Regions from separate parts of the Hordeum vulgare genome. Here region 1 is linked to region 2. Evidence: chromatin contacts called from public Hi-C data. All regions are on one chromosome and are shown on one strand. The core of a region is the stretch at or near the end of the contact, and the rest is flanking DNA. Distances in the headings are between cores, read along the strand shown. Region 1 has its middle 130 kb from the start of LOC123402048. Region 2 holds the start of LOC123401803 (serine/threonine-protein phosphatase PP2A-3 catalytic subunit).

What was found. Hi-C and Micro-C count contacts between places; a contact is called where the count stands out from the background.
Region 1: a Hi-C map of seedling shows a contact between it and region 2, with 3 times the contacts expected there. The contact joins the enhancer-like site here to the promoter of LOC123401803 in region 2. A contact is called at or near these places in 1 of 6 Hi-C or Micro-C datasets (seedling) and 1 of 1 datasets of contacts at active chromatin or transcription factors (embryo).

The regions. Positions count from the first base shown.
Region 1 is chr6H:194,221,873-194,225,451 of MorexV3_pseudomolecules_assembly, forward strand. No RefSeq gene overlaps it. Among protein-coding and RNA genes, the nearest start is that of LOC123402048, 130 kb to the left of the region's middle. Within about 2 kb of position 1,414, at least 3 of the 3 cell types and tissues checked have open chromatin away from gene starts, as enhancers often do. A contact at or near this core is called in seedling, where this site is marked.
Region 2 is chr6H:193,851,344-193,854,965 of MorexV3_pseudomolecules_assembly, forward strand. It overlaps LOC123401803 (serine/threonine-protein phosphatase PP2A-3 catalytic subunit), which reads right to left and starts at 1,393. Exons shown (of 6, transcript XM_045095651.1): 1 at 877-1,393; 2 at 1-88. The coding sequence starts at 1,129.

The DNA of each region.
Region 1 (3,579 bases), core at 164-2,663, 370 kb after region 2:
GTCGGCAAAGACAGCCGTTAGTCTTTGCCCTCAGCTGGCTGTCGGCAAAGAAGGCCCCCGTTTTTTTTCTGGCCGAGGCGGCGACTGGGTTAGCCCCTATGCCGTCAGCCTTCCTATGCCGACCGCTTTTTTGTCCTTTGCCGTCAGCTGGCTACCGGCTTAGATAAAGCGGACGGCATATATTTTATTTGCCGTCAGCTCCTCCTATGCCGTCATCATTTATTTTGGCTAAGGGCAAAGTCTCTTTGCCGTCAGCCCCGTAAAATTGCTGACGGCAAAGCTTAAAGCTGTCGGCAAACTAGCAGATTCCAGTAGTGTATATGAGTAGTTGCTACCAATCTTGCAAAATTTTATTAACATAAGTTTTTGGTCCCAAAAATTTAAGATTTTTTTTCATAGGAAAATGAGTTTCTTTAGGAGGAGTACTTCAAGGAGACGTACTTCTGGTGTTTCGTCGAGCGGAAGTTGTGTGTGACACGCATATGCTGAACCAAGAACAAGCTTGACTATCATTGGAATGTCAAGTCATGCTGCTGGCCAAGTGATGAGTTCATGAGAGGTGCATAATAAATGGAGATATTACGTTTATCACAGTGAATCGCGAGAGTACAATGCAGTTGTGGAGGCTGCTCACTTGGCTCCAAAGGTGGCGCGGAACACCGCTACAAGCTATCACTTTGATTACTACCGAGACCAGTCGTGGTGATGTAACAGCCCGAGAGCGAAGCTCCAAAAGATTCCCTTTTTATTCCGTTCCCGTCGTGTGATTAGTTTGTTTGTCGCATTCATCTTCGCATCAGTCCCATCATCCGCATTGCATCGGCACTTCGTTGACGTGTGTTTTCAAACTTGCATCCGTTAGTTGTTACCGGTTCTCTCCGTTATCGACGATGACCGTTTTGAGTCCACCTGCACACGCACGCGATCACGCCACCATTACAATATTGTTTTTAAAAGTGTGTCTCAAATATGCTTGGATTAGGTTGAAACTTGGCGTTCGTTTGAATACCCGAACGGTCGACCGTAGCGGCATCGTCATCGATTTACCATCAAACGTTTTTTCGTTGTTTAAGAATCTTGTGCCGGGCCGCAACCTTTCCCTCTCTTTTGGCACAACCATCTCTCCACAACCCACTATCCTACCCAATCCTAAAGCACAACCGGTGCCTTCCGATCGAGATCTGACAGACCAAAAATGATGCAAAACCCCCTCATATCACCCACCTGCTATATATAGCAATGCAATCCCTAACCAAACCTGTCCAAACCCTAAAATTTAGGCAAGCTGTCCCATCCCTAGCCGCCGCCGCTCCACTTTCTGTGCACAACCAACCAACCTCCACCATAGAACCATCCAACCCAAGCCACCAGATCTGATCCAGCCCACCTTCGATCCTGACCATCGGATTCGAGATCCGACGGCCGAAAGTGCATCCAGCAGCACAGTCAGCTCCAGATCGTGAGGAGCCTGAGCTCTGCCATGTGCAGCCGTGGCCTCGCCGCATTGCCTCCTCAGGTCGGCAGCCGCCTGAGCCACGGGTGCGTCCGCAACTGACGACCAGGACGAGGCCGACCTCGTTGCCCTCTCCTCCTCTCCTTTCCCCTGTTTCTATTATCCCCGCCTCAAGATCTTGCTCTTCTTCCTTCAAGCAGGCAGGAAGGCCATGGTCTCGTGGACTTGGCCCGCGCACAGCCGTTCGTTGCCGTGAAGACCCAGGCCCCGTCGCTCCTGCGGGTCCTTCATCGGAACCGTGCCGAGCTGATGTTCCGTGCAACGCCATGAGCCGCCTACAGACCTTCTGCCGCGCGCATCCTCGCCCGTCTCAACCATCCTCACTTCGAATCGGAGCTCCCTTCCTTGGGGAATGGGTGTCCTGCCTCCGGATGTGGCGGATCCCCCGCTTCCCCGCCGTCGCCCGTCGCCGACAGCCGTGCGCCCAGGACCTCCCCAACGAGCATCTTCGCCGCATTTGTCCGCTCCTCTATTGGGCCCGTGCACTCGTGGAGTAGAAGACCCGCTGCTATATTAGAATTATGAGGTAATAGCACACCAGGTCCTAGAACTTGCACTGGATGTGATGATTTGGTTCTAAAACTTGCAAAGTGACCCTATTTAGTCCCAAAACTTACAACTCATGTGCAAATTTAGTCCATAGCCAATTAGAACGTGCCAACTGTAGGGTCACTCTGGTCGTTTTGCACACAGCCCTGCGTTTGAAGCCAATTAACTCTCTCACCCTGTGCAAAAAGCTGATCCGCCTGGCTGCTGCGCGGTCAACCGGTTGGGAGAGAGCTGTAGATGCATGCACGTCAAGTGCAGCCTCCAGCCTCGTCTGGAGATCCGCGATCTGACCACAAAACTCCTTCTTTCTGCCCTGGATTTCGTCGTTCCTGCATGCAGCGCAAGAAAGGAACTCGTCCAGGCAGTCCTCGATGTCAAGTGAATAATCCGTCCCTACATAAAACGCTACAGAACTCCTATGAAAGTGAAGAAGGTGCATGCAAAACCAAAAGGAAACTTCGTAACTACTTGACAGAAATCTTATCCATTTGGGTTTGTAACTTTGTATACAATACCAAATAAGAAAGGTGACCGAAAAATCACTTCATACAAGTGACCGAAACAACATTGAACAAAAAAAATGACATTGTTTAATAAGAAGGTGCCGCCGAAATGTAAAATGCTGCAAAATAATCCATGTAAAAAGACCGACAATTTCTTACTAAGAGCAGGCTGTCACATTGCTGCTCTAATTCTGAAACTGCATATTGTTGGAAGTAGAGATCGTAGAGAGAGTGGCGAGATCACGATTGCAGTGAGGGAGAGGGTTTTGCGTTGCGAACACTGCAGCTTTTCTGTTCTCGTTTCTTTTATTCAGAGCTACAACGAACTTCCTGAAAGTAAGGGAAAAACTAGCGAGGCCCGAGTCACGATCGCTGCCATCCCAGCGATCCTCGCGCGTCGCACGTCTAACGGCCTCGACCATCTACTTCGTGCCATCGCACGATCAAGTCAAGGCCGTGATAACAGCTAACAACCTACGGCTGAGGCGCAGCTCGGTTATTCTAACTGACAGAAAGAAAACGACTGACGAAACTGACGACTGTCGAAATGACGAAAGTTCGACACTTCTGAACTTCTTCTTCTTCAGCAGCTGTTAGAGCCAACACATATGAGTGATATGCATGAACTCTCAGCACTGTACTCGAAATACATGGATCCTTGAATCAGTGAGGCTGCTAGCTAAGCATATCATACTCTGTTCCATCCTTCTACCAGCCATGCCCATGTAACCTACAGTGCTATGACTCTAAACCCTGATGGTATGAACACCTCCAGCTATAAGTTGCTAACAGTAGTGACACATTGTACACAAGGCCCATTTTACAGTCGACCACCCATCCCGAAGCCCGATTGCCTGCTTCTTCATCCATGCATTAAATCTCCCAAAATTCACCTTCATTCATGGCTTCAATGTACGGCCGATCGATGATCAATGGCAAGAAAAAATACTACACGAAATTCCTCATCTACACATAAAGTTTCAGAGAGAAGACCAGTTAAGAGAATTACTCGTC
Region 2 (3,622 bases), core at 143-2,642:
TTTCCTCTCAATATCGTAATTCTGTCTCTGTAGCGAACTTTCAAAGCCACTAACAGCGAAACAGTCTCCACCGAATAGTAGCCACGATCTGCATTAAGAGCAATATGATAGATTTATCAATACCGTGAATGGCACGAGATGGAGTGCATCTAAAACTACAGATGGGAAGATGAAGAAAAGGCTCGAATTGGATTTCACTTTTATCATTCCAACAGACAACAAAACATGATGTCGGCTATCAACACATAATTGGCAACAAAATTATACTCCCTCCATCCCAAAATTCTTGTCTTAGATTTGTGTAGATATGAATGTATCTAGTCACGTTCTAATATTTTGATACATCCATTTCTAGACAAACCTAAGGCAAGAATTTTGGGACGGAGGAAGTATATATTTACGTCTTGAGGAATTTTTTGAGATCGAACAGAGACGGTGTGAACCTTTTTTTGGTCATTTTCAAGCACCTGGTATCATTTAATGAGAATTCTTAACTTGTTCCTACCTACAAGCCTACAGCCTTTATAGTGGTATCTACGAGAACCTAAAGATAGGACTCGCACAAAATCCTTGTAAGCTAGGTCACACAAAACCTAAGACACATAACCAGCACAGGATACCGCCATGGGAGCTAGAGACGTAAAATAGAAGCTACATACTTTGTGCATACTAATAACCAGCACAAACGTCTGGAAACGAATTCTCCCGACAAGAAAGAACCGCCGGCTGGATTCCGTGTAGGATCTATAAAGAAGCCATATTTTGCCGCAACAAACCCTAGAGGTCGACAAAATATCGAGCGTTGAAAGGGCAGCCGCCCGCACGCACGCGAGAGGCAAAAGGAGGCGAGGCGGTGGGCGACGGCAGAGGACGTACCGACGTAGTCGCCCATGAAGAGATAGTTGGTGTCGGGCGACTCGCCGCCGATGCGGAAGAGCTCGATGAGGTCGTAGAACTGGCCGTGGATGTCGCCGCAGACGGTGACGGGGCAGCGGACGGGCTGCACGTTCCACTCCTCCATGAGGATGGCCTTGGCCTGCTCGCAGAGTCCCTTGACCTCCGCCTCCGGGAGGTGCTTGCACTCCCGCAGGTGCGCGATCTGCCGGTCCAGATCCCCGTGCGGCGGCATCTCGGCCGCTGGCACGGAGGCAGGGGCGGGCTCGGGCGCGCAGTCGGTCGCCGGCGAGGAGGAGGGAGTGGCTAGGCCGGGGCTAGGGTTTGCGGGGGATCAGCGGAGCGGAAGAGGGGGAGGTGTGGAGCAGCTCATGCCTCCATTTTTCGCTTTGTTTTATACGAAGCGAGATTTTCCTTCGCCTCCGACACTCGCAGGTACGCCTGCGATGCCTGCCTGGCTTGCTTTGTGCTGTTCTGCGAATTGGTGGTTTTGGAATGGGCGGAATGTAATTGGGCCAGCAAAAGGAAAGCTGAGCTGGTCAAAATGGCTGGTATGCATTGCCGAGTTGCCCACCACGAGACTTTTAGGGTTTTTATCTCTTCTAGGTGGCCACCCCCGGAATTCGGTATCCGTCCTTCTAACCTCCCGTGTCTATGTCTACTCCCGGACTTGGGCTGGTCAAGGGGATCGTTGTGATCCTTTCCCGGCCTTGGACTCGGGGCAACGTTTTTGATCGAGAGGAGAGGGACGTGTGGTGACAAGATTGGATCGTGTGGAGATGGCTGACCGCTCTCGAACGCAGAACAAATCCAGCAAAGAAACAACGGAGGAACCCGCCTCACCCTGCAGGAGGAGGACGAAGACGACTGTGTGGGAGGAGAAACTTCCAGATCTGATGGAGCGGACGAAGTGGCTTGCGATTGCTGTGTTCATACCCCAAAAACTTTCAGTCCTAACGCTTTGTACGGTGACATGTGGGCGGCCTGGAACACTACAAAACCAGTGTCGCGGCGGAAGATCAAGGAGGAACTCTGCACGACTCAATTTTGGTGTCTGGGGGACTCGAAGAAATACATGTTCGAGGGGCCTTGGCTGTTTAGAGACCACGCATGGTCTTGCAAGAATATGATGGTTTCAAGAACCCTGATACGTTCAAGCTTGACAAGTTATCAGTTTGGGCACAAATCCACCGGCTGCCGGAAAAATTCCTCATAGAGCCGGCAGTAAAAAGGCTTGGCGTCGTGTATCGGTGAGGTGAAAGAGATTCAGTTGAAGTTGTCGGCAGGTTCTTCGGAGAATTTGTTAGAGTCAAGGTTAAAATAGACACCAATGCCAAGATCAACCGATTTGTTACTCGTAAAAAAGGGGATGAAAGGATTAAGTACCAACTAAAATACGAGAAGTTGCCCACCTTTTTGTTACAATTGTGATGAGTTTGGTCATTGGCATGAGGAGTGTAGAGATGGTGAACATGATGAATCCACCTTTGAGTGGGGCCACTTCCTCTTTGCTAAGAACATGCGTCTAAGATCATCCAGGCAAGGAAGCAATACCACTCCACGAGGTAGGGGAGGACCATGGATGGGGGGCGAGGGAGAGGTCGTGAGCCCTATAACCCCAACCAGAGCTGGCATTTTAATGCAAGGTAGCAGCACACATAGGGGACAAGGGGACATTAGTCGAGAACCCAACCATGGCTCAGATGGTAGTGGGGGTGATAGATCCCAACCAGATGTCAAACAAGAGGCTCTCTGTCGAGAATAATGCGGCTTCTTGAGAAACAATCATGGCGGGGGCCGATGTGGCAAAGAAACTAGTTGTTGTTGTAAGGGAGGAGCCTTCCCTGGTTCCCCCACTACCCCTTGTATATGTTTCGCCAAGGAAAGAACATAAAAGGCCAAAAAAGGTCCAAAGGAGGAGCCGGCGGGGTCACTGATAAATTGACATCACTAATGCATCATCGGCGGGCTCCCTCGAGGAGTGTCGCCGCGCACAATGAGTATCCTAAGTTGGAACTGTCGTGGCGCGGGCAACGTCGCGACAGTTCGAGAGCTTCGCGATTTTGCGAAGATGTTTGCCCATAGCCTCTTATGTATTGTTGAAACTCAAATTGAAAGGACAAGGGTGGAAAGTTTAGCACGAGCTATTGGCCATGATAATGGCTACGCTGTAAGTAGCCAAGGTAGAAGTGGAGGTTTAGGTTTGTTTTCGAACAATCCAATAAAAGTTGAAATTTTGGGCTATTCTGTCTATCACATAGATTGTTGTGTTGAGGAACTGGGGGTTGCCCCATGGAGATTGACATTGTTCTACGGAGAGGCACAAACCCATCTCAGATATCAAGCGCAGGACATTTTGAAAGGTATTAGCACTTCCAACAACCTGCCATGGATTTGTGTTGGACATTTCAGTGAGGTTTACGTTCGGATGAACATGAGGGTGTCGGAGAAAGGAGCAATGCCAAAATCCAGGGATTCCGAGACGCCGTGGACGTTTGCATGTTGATGGATATCGGCCATCAAGGCCATTTCTGGACTTTTGAGAAAAGGGTAGCTCGTGGTAGCTTTATCCGGGTCCACCTCGATCGAGCGCTAGCCACATCTTATTGGAGCGAGAGTTACCCGGATGCAAATGTGAAACATCTGACGGCGGGGACTTCAGGCCATAGTCCAATATTGGAGAGCTTACATGATCAAAATCAGCCAAGACACCATAGATTTATGTATG